Linked DNA regions of Capsicum annuum: region 2 is linked to region 1. Evidence: chromatin contacts called from public Hi-C data. All regions are on one chromosome and are shown on one strand. The core of a region is the stretch at or near the end of the contact, and the rest is flanking DNA. Distances in the headings are between cores, read along the strand shown. Region 1 overlaps LOC107846548 (lipid droplet-associated hydrolase). Region 2 holds the start of LOC107857244 (transcription repressor OFP15).

Region 1 (6,816 bases), core at 2,017-4,516:
ATCTCGAGGGATTACAATGTAGGTAGTCTACCCCGAACAACTAATAATGGCTCTCCCACAGCTCAAAACCGCGGCATATAGATCATACAGAGACTGACTTTATTATTACTCGAAACTAGCTTTGATACCAAAAAGGAAAGGCAGCTTGGTTTACGAAGCATCATGCGTTAACTCAAGACCCGTGGAGGGTCGCAACCGAGAGGTTGTGTAATGTACGCATCCTATCCCCACACAAGCACCAATGTTTAATTCCATAGTTTGAACTCGTGACTTATATAGATCACACTAGAGACAACTTTACCATTGCTTCAAGGTTTCGACACCAACATTATTGACAACAGTAGATACCCACATGGGAGCTGCCACCTATTACAAGATGTAACTAGTCAACTCATCCCATAATCCCATTGTGCCAAATAAGCACCCCCACAAGAGAACCCCCCACCCCCCACTCCTTTCTATTTTAGTTTTGGCATAACTGTAATACCACAACAACATACCCTGTGTAGCGTATTCCCACCTAGTGGGGTCTGGGGAGGACAAAATGTACGCAGTCCATACCACCACCTCCGAAGAAGTAGAGAGGTTCTTTCCGATAGTCCCTTGGCTCAAGACAAAAGGATAGTAAATAGAGTCGTAATAAAACATGAAACAAGATGAAATAACAGAAATAAGGCACCCACAAAGCAGTACTATACACTATTAACTAAACACTCCAACCTATGTGCAAAACCCTACGACTACTAGCAAGGCTACACCAACCAAAGCCCATCTATCTACTGGCTACGACTCACCCACACGCACTAGCCTTCTAATCTAATTCGCGTTCTCCATACATTCCTATCTAGGGTCATGTCTTCGATAAGTTGTAACTGCTCCATGTCATGTCTAATCGTAACTATAATGACCAACTTTATTTTCTTATCACTAGCTTGAAATTGATCTAATCACCACTTTTCTTCTTACAGATCTCCATTAAGGTACCAGGTGCTGTTCTAGCAGTAGAAAGAGGGGGTTACACTCATGCTTTTTCTTGCACAGAAGCTGGCTCAACATGGGTAGCTCAACATGTTTCTGGCTCAATCAAGAATTATTTTTCGTAAATAGACTCCGCGCAGCCGTTATTTTTTCTAGAAACGCACTCAATCTGTCAATAAAATCGAGCTAATATGTGATCGTGACAGTATACTGATATATACGCACATCGCGTACGCTTCATAATTGGCCTAAAGGTCAAAAATTTCCTGTTATGTCTTGAAAATATTATTTGATTAGACTTCAAATTTTAACAGAAACAAAAGTTGTAAGTGTTTTTTCTCCATTAACTTGAATATAAGTAGGCATAGATACTTGCCTATTTGTGTTGGTAGAAGATAGATAGAACTTATCAGGTAAGATAGCTTAAACACTTATCATTGTTAAAATTAACAATGCATAATACATTTAAACTTGGCCTAGCTAGCACCCGATGTTGACGTGACGCATAAATTTTAGAGGCGTCTAGAATACTATATTCTAGGTAGCCATTTTAATTTGTGAGTTGGAGTGTGCAACTGACACTGTGGAATGAGTTAAGGTGTTTAGATATGTATATTCAAAATTGGAATGCTTACTTGTCAGTCGAGGCAAAAGTTTAAGTATGTGTTTATGTATTATGCCAATTAACAACAACTACATATTCGGTGTACGCAAATGCTACTCCCTTCTTTATTGAGGTAGAAAGACTGTTTTCGATGAGTTATATATTGTCTCCCATCAAGAAAACAACTAAATACGAACTTAGATAACGTATACTTAAAGTTGGAATGCTTCCTTGTCAGATGAAGCAAGTTTAAGTGTATGTTTATGTATTATGCCAATTAACAGTAGCTACATACTCGGTTTGATCTTACAAGTGGAGTTTTGAAAAAGGCAACTGTACGCAAATCTTACTCTCTTCTTTATTGAGGTAGAAAGATTGTTTTCGATAAACTCTCATGTCAAAATAGAAGTGGAAGAAGCTATAAAAAGTAGGAAAATTAATATAAACGTACACCTTAACTTCCCATTATTTACACAAATTTTCACTCTTACAAAGTAATTACAAAAATTTCAACTGATTATGTATCTTCATTGGATGTACCAGAAGTTAATTACATATCTCGACAGATTCAAAATCGAAAAAAATGTATCGGGAGTCAATTATGTATCTTTACAAAAGAAAAAATGTATCTTCATTAGATTTATTATGCATCTTGACAGATCCTAACTCAAAAAAATTATATCGGGAGCTAATTATGTATCTTTACAAAGAAAAAAAAATATTTTTGTTAGATGTATCAAGAGTTAATTATGTATTTCAACAGACTCAAAATCGAGATTTTCTGTAATTAACCTTCAAACCGTAGGAATTTATGTTGTTTGCCTTAAAAAGTACTCCTTCCGTTCTAAAATAATTGAATTGTTGAAGTATTTTTTAGTGTTTAAAATAATTGAATTGTTCATTATTCAAGATAGATGCTGAATTTTTTTTTTTTCAATTTTACCCTTCATTAATTAAATTTTCAAGGATGAGTTCCACTGACCATTACTAATGTTTTGAAGTTTGAAAATGGCAAAAATAAAAAAACATGACTAATTTATGTCTTTCTTTTTTTTTAAATATATGTCATATTTCGACAATTTAATTATTTTAGAACGGAGGGAGTATTAGGTGGAGTTGTGAAAATATAGAGATATTACACTATTTTCACCCTAAACTATACACGAAACTGCTGAGATACAATACACTCCAACTTAAAGGGGGTCTTATTACCCTCTGAACTAATTAAAACCGTATACTCTCTCTGTTTAAAAAAGAATGACCCCTTTCTTTTTTTGGCAATATTTTAATTTCAACTTTTCACATGACATGTTTAGGACCACAAGATTAAAGGACATTTTAGTACATTTAACACAACTTTAATATAAGGTTACAAGATTTAAAAGTCTTCTTTATTTTCTTAAACTTTGTTTCAAGTCAAAGTCGGTTATTCTTTTCTAAACGAATGGAGTATTTGACAACCTTAAGGCCTACGTGGCACACTGCATGAATCAACATACTGAAGGTCCACGTAGACACATGTATGTGCCACATCATGTATCCGCATTGAAATTCGATTAATCCAGATTCGCGCCGCCGCATAAGGCCCCATTTGAGGGAAGCATTTTCTACCGAGAATTTTTCTATACCCAGAGCTCGAATTCGCGACCTCTAATTAAGGAAGGAACAGTCCCATCCGCTGCAACAGCATCATGTATGGTTTTTATAATCTTTTCTCATTATGATTTTGTGATATATCTTTCCAATTGATTGCAATTGTAACAGTGGGTGTGCAGAAACCAATGAAGAGCCTCTGAGCCATTGCCATGATGAAGATTGTTTCAAAATGAATGGACATGGAATTTATGGTGCAGGTCACCCCCTTTATCATGAAATGAAATTTGTGTAAGAATTGCACTAATTGTTTGCTGCACAAAATATTTTAAAAAAAAAAAAAAAAAAGTTGCAATTTGTACAAAAGGGTAATTTTATAGGAGTTAAAAGTAATATGTTTTCTCCATTTTAATTTATTTGTCTGATTTTAATTGGACACGTAATATAAGATGATAAAGAAATTTTTTAAATTTTATTGTCTTAAATTAACAGAAAAGGGGCCTAAAATGTTTTTCAACTATGTGAAATGGTGCAAAAATACCCTTTATCTACCTATTGAGACTAAAATGTTCTTTCCGTCTACCTATTGAGATTATTTTGTCCTTTTATTTAAGAAAAAATTATATAATATCACAACTTATCTTTATTAAACTACATAAAATTCCTATTATTTTTATTAATATTGACATTCTTTATACTTACAATATATATAACTTAAACTCGATCGATTATGATGACATGTTATTCTAATTTAGCTAGGGTTCCGTTAGCTTCTCAATCATTGTAATTTCATGACGTTCTTTATACTAACGATGTATATAACTTAAACTTGATCGATTATGATGACATATTATTCTAATTTAGCTAGAGTTTCGTTAACTTGTCAATCATTATAATTTCATGTTATTTGACGTTCTTTATACTAACAACGTGTATAACTTAAACTCGATCGATCATGATGACATGTTATTCTAATTTAGCTAGGGTTTCTTTAGCTTCTCAATCATTATAATTTCATGTTATATTGACGTTATTTATACTGACGATATATATAACTTAAACTCGACGATTATTATGACATATTATTCTAATTTAGCTAGGGTTTCGTTAGCTTCTCAATCATTGTAATTTCATGATGTTCTTTATACTGACGATGTATATAACTTAAACTTAATCGATCATGATGACATGATATTCTAATTTAGCTAGGGTTTCTTTAGCTTCTCAATATATTGACGTTATTTATACTGACTATATATATATATATAACTTAAACTCGATGGATTACGATGACATGTTATTCTAATTTAGCTAGGGTTTCTTTAGCTTCTCAATCATTATAATTTCATGTTATAGTGACGTTTTTTATACTAACAACGTATATAACCTGAACTCGATCGATTACAATGACATGTTATTTTTATTTAGCTAGTTGTATTTTATTATTATTTTTTTTTATAGCATCTCAATCATTATAATTTTTAAAAATCCACCCAATTGTAATGTCTTTTCAGAGTTTACTATTTGTATTTATGACTTATGGCCTACCCTTTTTTAAGTCCTTGACTGCACCTAAGGTTTATAGATTTGTCATGAATACAAGAAACCTCTGAATTTGCTTCAATGCTCCATTAATTTTTTTTTTATTCTTTTGTCTTTGCATTCATGATCTAGTTGGTTAGAAAGTGGGAAAATCTTTATTTAAATTAATACTAATCACACTTATTAGTAAAATATTTTTTAAATATATGAAGTTGTATTTTTTGGGGTGTTTCATTTGTTGTTCAGTATTCGTATTGGAGATTTTAACAAAATAAGGTTCCGTTTGGCCATACAATAATAATAACATACTCAGTTAGGAGCGGAGCCAGCCCTTTGACAGGGGTTTTATTCGAACCCCTTTGATGGAAAAATATATTATTTATACATAATTGAAATTAATTTTTATATGAAATTGTATTTTTTTGGGGAGGTGTTTCATTTGTTGTCCGATACTCGTGTTGGAGATTGTAAAAAAATAAGGTTCTGTTTGGTCATGCAACAACAACAACATACCCAGTCAGGGGCGGAGTCAGCCCTTTGGCAGGGGGGTCATCCGAATCCATTCGACGAAAAAATATATCATTTATACATGATTGAAATTAATTTTTAGGTTTTCTTCTAATATTGAACCCCCTTAGTTGAAATTTTGGTTCCGCCTCTGTTAACCCAGTGTATTCTCACTAAGCAGGATCTGGAGAGGATAATGTGTACGCAATCCATACAACTATCTCAGATGAAGTAGAGAGGTTGTTTTCGATAGATCCCTGTATCAAGACAAAGAACAGTACAACAAACAAAACAACATAAAAGCACACAATAAAATGAGATAATACACTGCTAGTTAATAAAGAAAATAAAACAATCATATGATACTACTATAAACTATCTATTCGAAATCATAGAACAACTATTAGTAAAATACTTTTTAAATAGTATTTTAAATATATGAAGTTGTATTTTCTTTTGGGAGGTGTTTCATTTGATGTCTGCTACTCGTGTTGGAGATTTTAAAAGAATAAGGTTTCGTTTGGCCATAAAAATAATAATTTTTTAAAGTTAAAGTTAGAATTAGAGTTGATAATGTGTTTGGCCGTTTAGTCTCACGAGTTTTTATCCAATATAATCATTCAATTCCTCCATATCGACTCATCACATTCCGAAGTAGTCCTTAATTAGGAAAAGTTTATAAAACAACTTATGTAAATATTTTCTATAGTTATAACAGTATTAACTTTATATTACTATATTATTTTCTGTGGTTAATACTTGGACATCATTATTATTTTGTACTCACAATTATCATTATTCGTCGTTACTATTGTTATGTCCTTCATTATTTGCTTTAATAAATTATACATAATTTTTTAATAACATATTTTATATTAATCTATACACTAATCATAATAAATTATAACATTTGATTTAAACTGTCCAAAAAAAAAAAAAGAGATATATATAGTACCTCTCTGGAGCCACATAAATACTTATGTATGTGCAAGACATATATTATAATTTAATATAGTACATATATTATAGTACTGTCCTAAATAAGTTATTTAACTTTATGTTGTGCCAAAATTGTCTTTCACTTTCTCATTATGAAATTACACTACTTGTTTCCCTAAAAAAAAAAAAAAAAAAATCTTGTAAGTATTTATTTTTATTTTCCTGGATTTGTTTTAATTTATTTTTCTTAGTTACTATTTTGACAGTTAAGTATAAGTTTATTTGAAAAAAGATCGTTTCGATTTTTGATTTAAAGCAAATAATATCATATCACGCTGGTAGTAATTTGAAGACACACAAGTAACATAACCCGTATAGACTTTCCTAGAAATAATGAACTCACCCGTTAGGGTAGAGATTGAAAAGGGGTCAGAAATATTTTCGGGTCCAAAATCAAAGTGTACAATGACATAAGGAGTCTCCGTGAGGCGTGAACACGAGTCGAAGAGACGGATTGAAATTTGATATATGAGTTATATTATATGGGTTGCGACCCACCATGAATCCTATCTGAAAGCTGCAAGCTCGGTAGATGTATATAGAAAGTCATGCGATGACTTTCACCCCTCATCACACACACAAATTTTTTAAGC
Region 2 (6,855 bases), core at 3,367-5,866, 63 kb after region 1:
GAAATTTGAATAGTTGGTTTGATGGGTGGGTAAAAATTTATGAGACCTATATATTTTTTATTATTATCTATTTTGGTTTTTCTTTTGTTTTGTTTTTTCCTTCTGTTAGATATGTATTATCATCAAAGAATGTGATGCAGCGAATGAGGTTGTTCCTTCCTTAATCAGAGGCCTTGAGTTCGAGTCCTGGGTATGGAAAAGTCCTTGGTAGGGAGCGTTTTTCCTGAATGGACCCTACGCGATGTGAATCCAAATTAGTTGAGCTTCAATACGGATATCGAATATCGAATGAGAAATCAAAAAAAAAAAAGATCTGTATTAGGTTTACAAAAAGGCAGCCCAGTGCACTAAAGTATTCGCTATGTGCAATGAGCCCTGAATATGGAAAAATACTTGGTAGGGAACGCTTCCACTGAATGGGCCCTACACGGCGCGAATTTGAGTTAATCGGGCTCCAATGCGGACCGAATGAGAAACCAAAAAATAAGATACGTATTAGGTTTACAAAAAGGCAGCTCGGTGCACTTTTAAAATGTTTGCTATGCGTAGGATCCGGGAAAGGACGTACACAATCTTACTTTGCATTTCTGCCAGATGTTGTTTTCAAGGCTTGAATCTGTGACTTCCTGATCACATGACAATAACTTTACCAGTTACTCCAAGGTCCCCTTCAACTTTGAATATTTACGTTAGACTAAAATAGTCATATATTTTATTATGGTTAAGAAATAAAAAGAGGTAGAAGACACAATATCATGTTATTATTAGTTTGATGTAAACACCATATACATTTTAATCATGAATATACCGTTTAACTTGTGGTTTATTGTAAATTAATATTTATTCTTATAAATATTTGATCGTAATTTAATTTTTATTATTATATATTATTACTTTAAAACTAATATAAAAATTTATAAATTTTAAATTCTCAATTCAACAACATGTCATTTGTTGGTTGTGAATATGAGATAAAATTAAAGTGAATTTTCTATTTTTTGTTATTTTTGAAGGCAATTAATGCAATGTGGACTGTTTGTTGTTCAAAACATATGATTCTAAAGTTGGCTCATAAAAATAAGGGGCTTGGTGGGGTATACTGCATTTATTTATATGTAATAAAAATACAACAATATATATATATACGTTATACTATTTTATAAGTAAGTGAATTAAATATTTGTTCAGAAAGAATCAGAAGGTCCCATCTAGTAATTGTATAAAAAATAAATAATAAAATATATACCATCAAATGTCCCAATGGAGTGATAAGTATTTTTTTATTCGAGGAGTGAATATTTAGTCATCTTTAATAGAGAACGTTTTACCTTCAAAAAGAAACTTTTTAACGTAAATTCAAATCAATCCGATCCAAAAATAGATACCTAACACCAAAAAATTAAATGAAGTGATACTATTTAATATACATCAGATTTAGAGTTTTAATTAGTTGCAATAAAAAAAGAAGGAATCAAAAGAAGTTAGGTTTAGGTGTTTGGCCATGGTTGAGATTTGAACAAAAAAAAAGTATTTAAAGGTAGGGTGTGTTTGGTAAGGAGAAATTTTTTTTCTTATTTTTTGGTGTTAGATAAGTAAAGAGAAGAATATCGTTTTAAAGACATTTATATATAATCTAGCGAAGCGCTATGGAGGTCGGATGGGGTGGAGAGTAGGGGTTCGAGGGTGGTTTATGGCGGGATGGTCGAGGGTTAAGGCTGGGGTGTCGGATAGACAGGGAAGAGATGATGGACTTAAAATATCACTCGTGAAATTTATATTTTCAACATTCAGTTATGGACAAAATTTGATCTAATGTTCGGGGAATTAGGTGGACAAGTCACGTGTCTAATACAGTGGCGGAGCCAGACTTTTGATTAAAGGTGTTCATATTTTTCCTTGGGCAATGAACTGTTTAAAAAATAAAGAAAATAAAATACTGCTGCATCTGCCAAGGTTCAAACCCGGATTGTTAATATGAAAATGCACACTCTTGACCACTGGACTATGCTTTTCTAGCTTGTCAAGGGTGTGCAACAACATGTATATAACCATAAATATCTACATTTAACCTATATACTCGAAAAAAAAATTCGACGAAGGGTGTTCATCTGACCACCTTTCGATGGCTGTAGCTCCACCCCTGTGTCTAAATGAGTCGTCTCCAGGTATGCTAGGTGACTGCAGGTTCGTGATCGAGGTCTAGGGCTTTCTTCATCGTAGTTGCCTTTAGAAGATATATTGACCTTGTTGTTAGGCCAGACTTAGTGAATCGGGGTAGTAGATTCCTAAGAGGTAGAGCAGCGTCTAGGGAATCACAATCGAAAGATTTTCCTCTATTACTTATCTCATGTCTAGGTTGACTCAGATAAACGTCAAATTTCAGTGGTTTGATTCTTGTGAGAAGAGTTTTCAGGAGTTAAGACTCGACTCACTATCGCTTTGGTTTTAACTCTGCCTGAGGGCTCAACTAGTTTTGTAGTTTATTGTGATGTAAAAAAAACATTTTTTAAGACGTTTATTTTCCTAAAAAAAATTATCGCGGGATAACTTAATCGGTCATCTTTAATTAGAGTTCTCGAGGATGCAAATGAAAGTTTAAGAGATGGAGACCGTTGAGAGACTTTAATTTGATATGGACATGAATTGATGGAGAGGCTTGAGGATTAAATAATAATATTTGATTTTTGGGCTCACAAAATTTTATAGGTGATTTCATTAAATGATATGTAGCTGATAAATATTAAGTATTATAATAAATACTCTTAAATGTGGAAATTGATTTATAAATAAATAGTTATGTGTCATTTAGATATTTTTCTTTTTTGAAAATAAAATTGTACATTAGATGAACGTGTTGAAACTGATATTAAACAATAATGTGTTTAGTTTAAAAATGTCAATAAGGTGATCTTCTAATAGAATGAAACAATAACAACAACGTAATCATTGTAATCGCATGAGTGAGTTCGGAAAGATACGCTGTATGCAGATCTTATTTATGCTTTTATTAGGTAGAGAGGTTGTTTTTTATATATATATAAAAAAAGAACAGTCCGGTGCACTAAAGCTTCCGCTATGTGCAGGGTTCGGGGAAGGGCCTCACCACAAGGGTGTGTTGTACGCAGCCTTACCTTGCATTTCTGCCAAAGGCTGTTTCCAAGGCTTGAACCCGTGACCTTCTGATCACATGACAACAACTTTACCACTCTACTAAAAGAAAGTGTTTGAAGCGGGATTGTAAGAAAAATATAACAATAAAAAAACATGATATAATGAAAATAAACAACGAATAATGACATTTTAAAGAATAAGAGAATACACAACTACTAAATAACACTACTAATATTGAGAAACGATGGGTCGATTGAAGTTCGACATCAACCTGAGACTAAGAGCGACTCATATGTCAAATAAAGATCGCCACGTGAAAAACTGGGGAGAGAAGGAGGCTAGCCATCTAGTTTAAATGTGACAACACTACGTTCTATCCTTTTATCTTAATTCTCGACCTCCAAACATTTCTATCTACGGTCATATCCTCAGTAAACTGAAATTATGTCATATCTTATTTGATCACCTCCCATTTTTTTTTTAGCTCGCATCTACCTCTTCTAATTCGGGTACAATCGACCTATCGCATCTCATTATTAGTGCATCCACTCACCTCCTGTTCACAACTAAAATGATGTAAATACATTATAATAAAATTATAAATTTTAAAGTGTCTTTGTAAGAAAAAGAAAAAGAGAAAAATAATAATAACATATCCAGTATAATTTATAAGTAAAAATTTCAAAAAAATAAAGTATATGCAGACATTACCTCTACCTCGTAGATATATAGAGGTTCTAATATACCCTCAGCTTAAAAAGAGAAAGGACAAATGTAAGAAGAGAATAAGTTATCAGAATTTTCTGCTTCAAATTTCATCGTAGCTAAGAAATTAAATAAATAAATGACACATATCTTAACCAATAATATTACACTAATTATCCATTTTTTATATATAATTTTATCTAATTTTTTATAAACATCAAATGTGAGTAAATATTTGAGATAATACATCGAAACACCTTTAAGTTTGTAGCCAAAATTTACTTTAGACCCTAAACTAATCGGGGAATTATTTACCCCCCTTAACAACTTCCAAGTGAATTTTTTTCCACCCTAATTGCTGACGTGACAATTTTTAAAAAAATCAACGCGTAATTTGCTTAAAAATCATGGAAAATGATGGGTCCCACCTTTTAATTTTACAAGTTTTCTTTTTATATATATATATATATATATATATATTAGATTAAAAAAAATAAAAAATTCACTTCCATCATCATCTTCTTCATAACCACCCCTTCCCCCGCCCCCAACACCCCCATTTATTCATCTTCTTCATATCCTCCACCCCCACCCAACTCTGTTTCTTCATCTTCTTCATTTAGGCTAATTTTTTTTTTTTTTCAAGAACACCATTACTAAGCTCCATTAACCCCTCCCTTCATTAATTTTTGTTTACTTTTATTTAATTTTTTCAGATGACTATATCCAATTTGTGATGATAAATAACTTATGACAATTTATCACTTCCTCGTTGTTTTTGAGAAGGTTTGAAATAATGGTGAAAAAAAATTAAAGCAGGAAGCATTTTCATGGTAGATCGGAACAAAGGAACGAATATTAGCATTATTGCTGCTAAATCGTTTGGTAGATCTGAAATTATTGTGGATGAGTTTAAGTTTTGTTCTACTTGCAATTGTTGATTTCTAAATGTTGATAGAGGAGTCACGGCTTAATCTACATGAACAAGTTATTTATCAAGTTCTTGTTAAATTCAAATCAAGTTATTGGTGTTAATGGTGAAAATGGTGTTAATGGTAAAAAACAAATTAAAGGAGGAGGAGAAAATGGGGCTGGGGGGCTGTTAAAGAATTGAAGGAGGAGGAACGGGTTGGGGGGCTGGAGAGGAAGAAGAAGTAGGGGGGTTCTTTTTATTAAAAATAATTATATATATATATATATATATATATATATATATATATATATAAAGTACAAATATAGTTTTTACTTTTTAAAAAAAAATATATAAAAATAATTTTTATTGGATTATTTTTTTTAAATAAATTACAATTTCTTATGTGGTAATGACATGACACTGATTTACAATTACGTGGGGCGCGTGCACTTCACTCTCCGTATTGAGAGTGGTATAATATTTTTAGGGTGGAAAAAAATTCATTTGAAAGTTGTTAAGGGGGTAAATAATTACCCGATTAGTTTAGGATTTAAAGTAAATTTTGGCTACAAATTTAGGAGAATTTCGATGCATTTATCTCTAAATATTTACATATTTATTTACTTATACATATACATACATGCAAGGTTGAACATCATATCTATCACGTGTCTTCCACGTGCCTCCTAGAAGTACATGCACATGAGAGGGACCATCCTATTTAGTTTTCCTAAATTTCTTTATCTTGGTTTTTTTTTTTTAATATTTTATGGTTTTTGTTATATACTCAGATTCATTAAAATTTTGAAAGAATTTATGGTATATATTTTTCCTAATATAAAGAGAAGAATGTTTTTTTTTTTTGTTTTGTTTGCTAGTCTACATAAATGATAGTATACATGATGCTCATAAAATTAAATTAAATTTTTAAATAAAGGGTCAAAATTGATAGAATTTTCTCTTCTTTAAACTTTCTATCATCATTAAAAGAGAAATTTTCAAAAAAGACTTTATGTTTTGAGCTTAGTTAGAGATATATAATTATGATTAGGAGACCGGGGAGTGAGATAGAGATGAGAGAGGAAAGCTATATATTTGAGAAATACATGTTGTATCTATGAATAGAGCCTAATATATACATGCTAATACAGATTTTATATTAGAGCAATCACAACCTGTATCAATGGTCTGCTTTGAAATTGTAAGGCAAAGATGTATCAGTATCAATATACCATCCCGAATGTGTCACTATGTACAAACAGTCACCCACCTAGCTCCGCTCCGGCCCTAATCTTAAACTAAACAATCCCTAAAATTTTAGCTATTGTTTAGAGACAACACTAAAAAGTGATCAATTTCGAGGGTCAGGGCAAGTGGCTCTAGGGGAAGGTGGATTTGAAGATACAGTAATCAACCTATATACATCACAACATTGTACTGTTTTGCTTAATGAATTGTTGGTACCTAATAGTGACCTTCAAGATTATGTCAAAATTGCCTAGACATAAGAACTAATTTTGATATGACCTAAGGTCACAATTGAAAGTGGGACCCCCAAAATGGTCCTTAATTAGTCATTGATTGATATTATGTAAAGAGGATAGGTTATTTTTATTTTTTTTTAGATAATACTAAATTGATGTTTACAACTCCACATTATACTCTAGTTGAAACGACATTTCATTTTCAAACCAGCTAATACTGCTGAGGCTATAATGTTTGTATCATGTTATCTTGGAAATTACACATAATAGCTACTCTTTCTGGTTCAATTTACATATATTAGTTTTTACTAAACACAAAATCTCAAAAAAAAATATAAAAATAGAAAGATTCCAGTCTTACCATCTTGTGATCTTAAACAAGTCATGTACGATGTTGGCAACTCTAACCTCCATTCTCTAGGGGAAGCCACGTTTCAACCGTGTTAGAACAATGAAGCAGCCTGGTCTTTCTGTGTCTCGAACCCCTTTCTTCTATATCGATGGTAGAGTAACGGAAGCCACCCAAAGAGGCCTTTCCGCTACATTTGAAGGGGCGCGACCCCACTCAGTTCGATGAAGTAGCTCTTTCAACTAATCCATACTTTTCCTCAACGGGGTCTTGAAGCCGAGCCTTTCCAGCAA

What was found. Hi-C and Micro-C count contacts between places; a contact is called where the count stands out from the background.
Region 2: a contact with region 1 is called in a Hi-C map of leaf, with 3 times the contacts expected there. The contact joins two enhancer-like sites. A contact is called at or near these places in 2 of 5 Hi-C or Micro-C datasets (both in leaf).

What each region holds. Positions count from the first base shown.
Region 1 is chr8:39,034,230-39,041,045 of UCD10Xv1.1, forward strand. It overlaps LOC107846548 (lipid droplet-associated hydrolase), which reads left to right. Exons shown (of 13, transcript XM_016690907.2): 13 at 969-1,295. The coding sequence ends at 1,103. Among protein-coding and RNA genes, the nearest start is that of LOC107857243, 6.1 kb to the right of the region's middle. Within about 2 kb of position 3,267, at least 2 of the 5 cell types and tissues checked have an H3K27ac peak or open chromatin away from gene starts, as enhancers often do. A contact at or near this core is called in leaf, where this site is marked.
Region 2 is chr8:39,096,280-39,103,134 of UCD10Xv1.1, forward strand. It overlaps LOC107857244 (transcription repressor OFP15), which reads right to left and starts at 31. Exons shown (of 1, transcript XM_016702174.2): 1 at 1-31. It also overlaps the pseudogene LOC124886580. Within about 2 kb of position 4,617, at least 4 of the 5 cell types and tissues checked have an H3K27ac peak or open chromatin away from gene starts, as enhancers often do. A contact at or near this core is called in leaf, where this site is marked.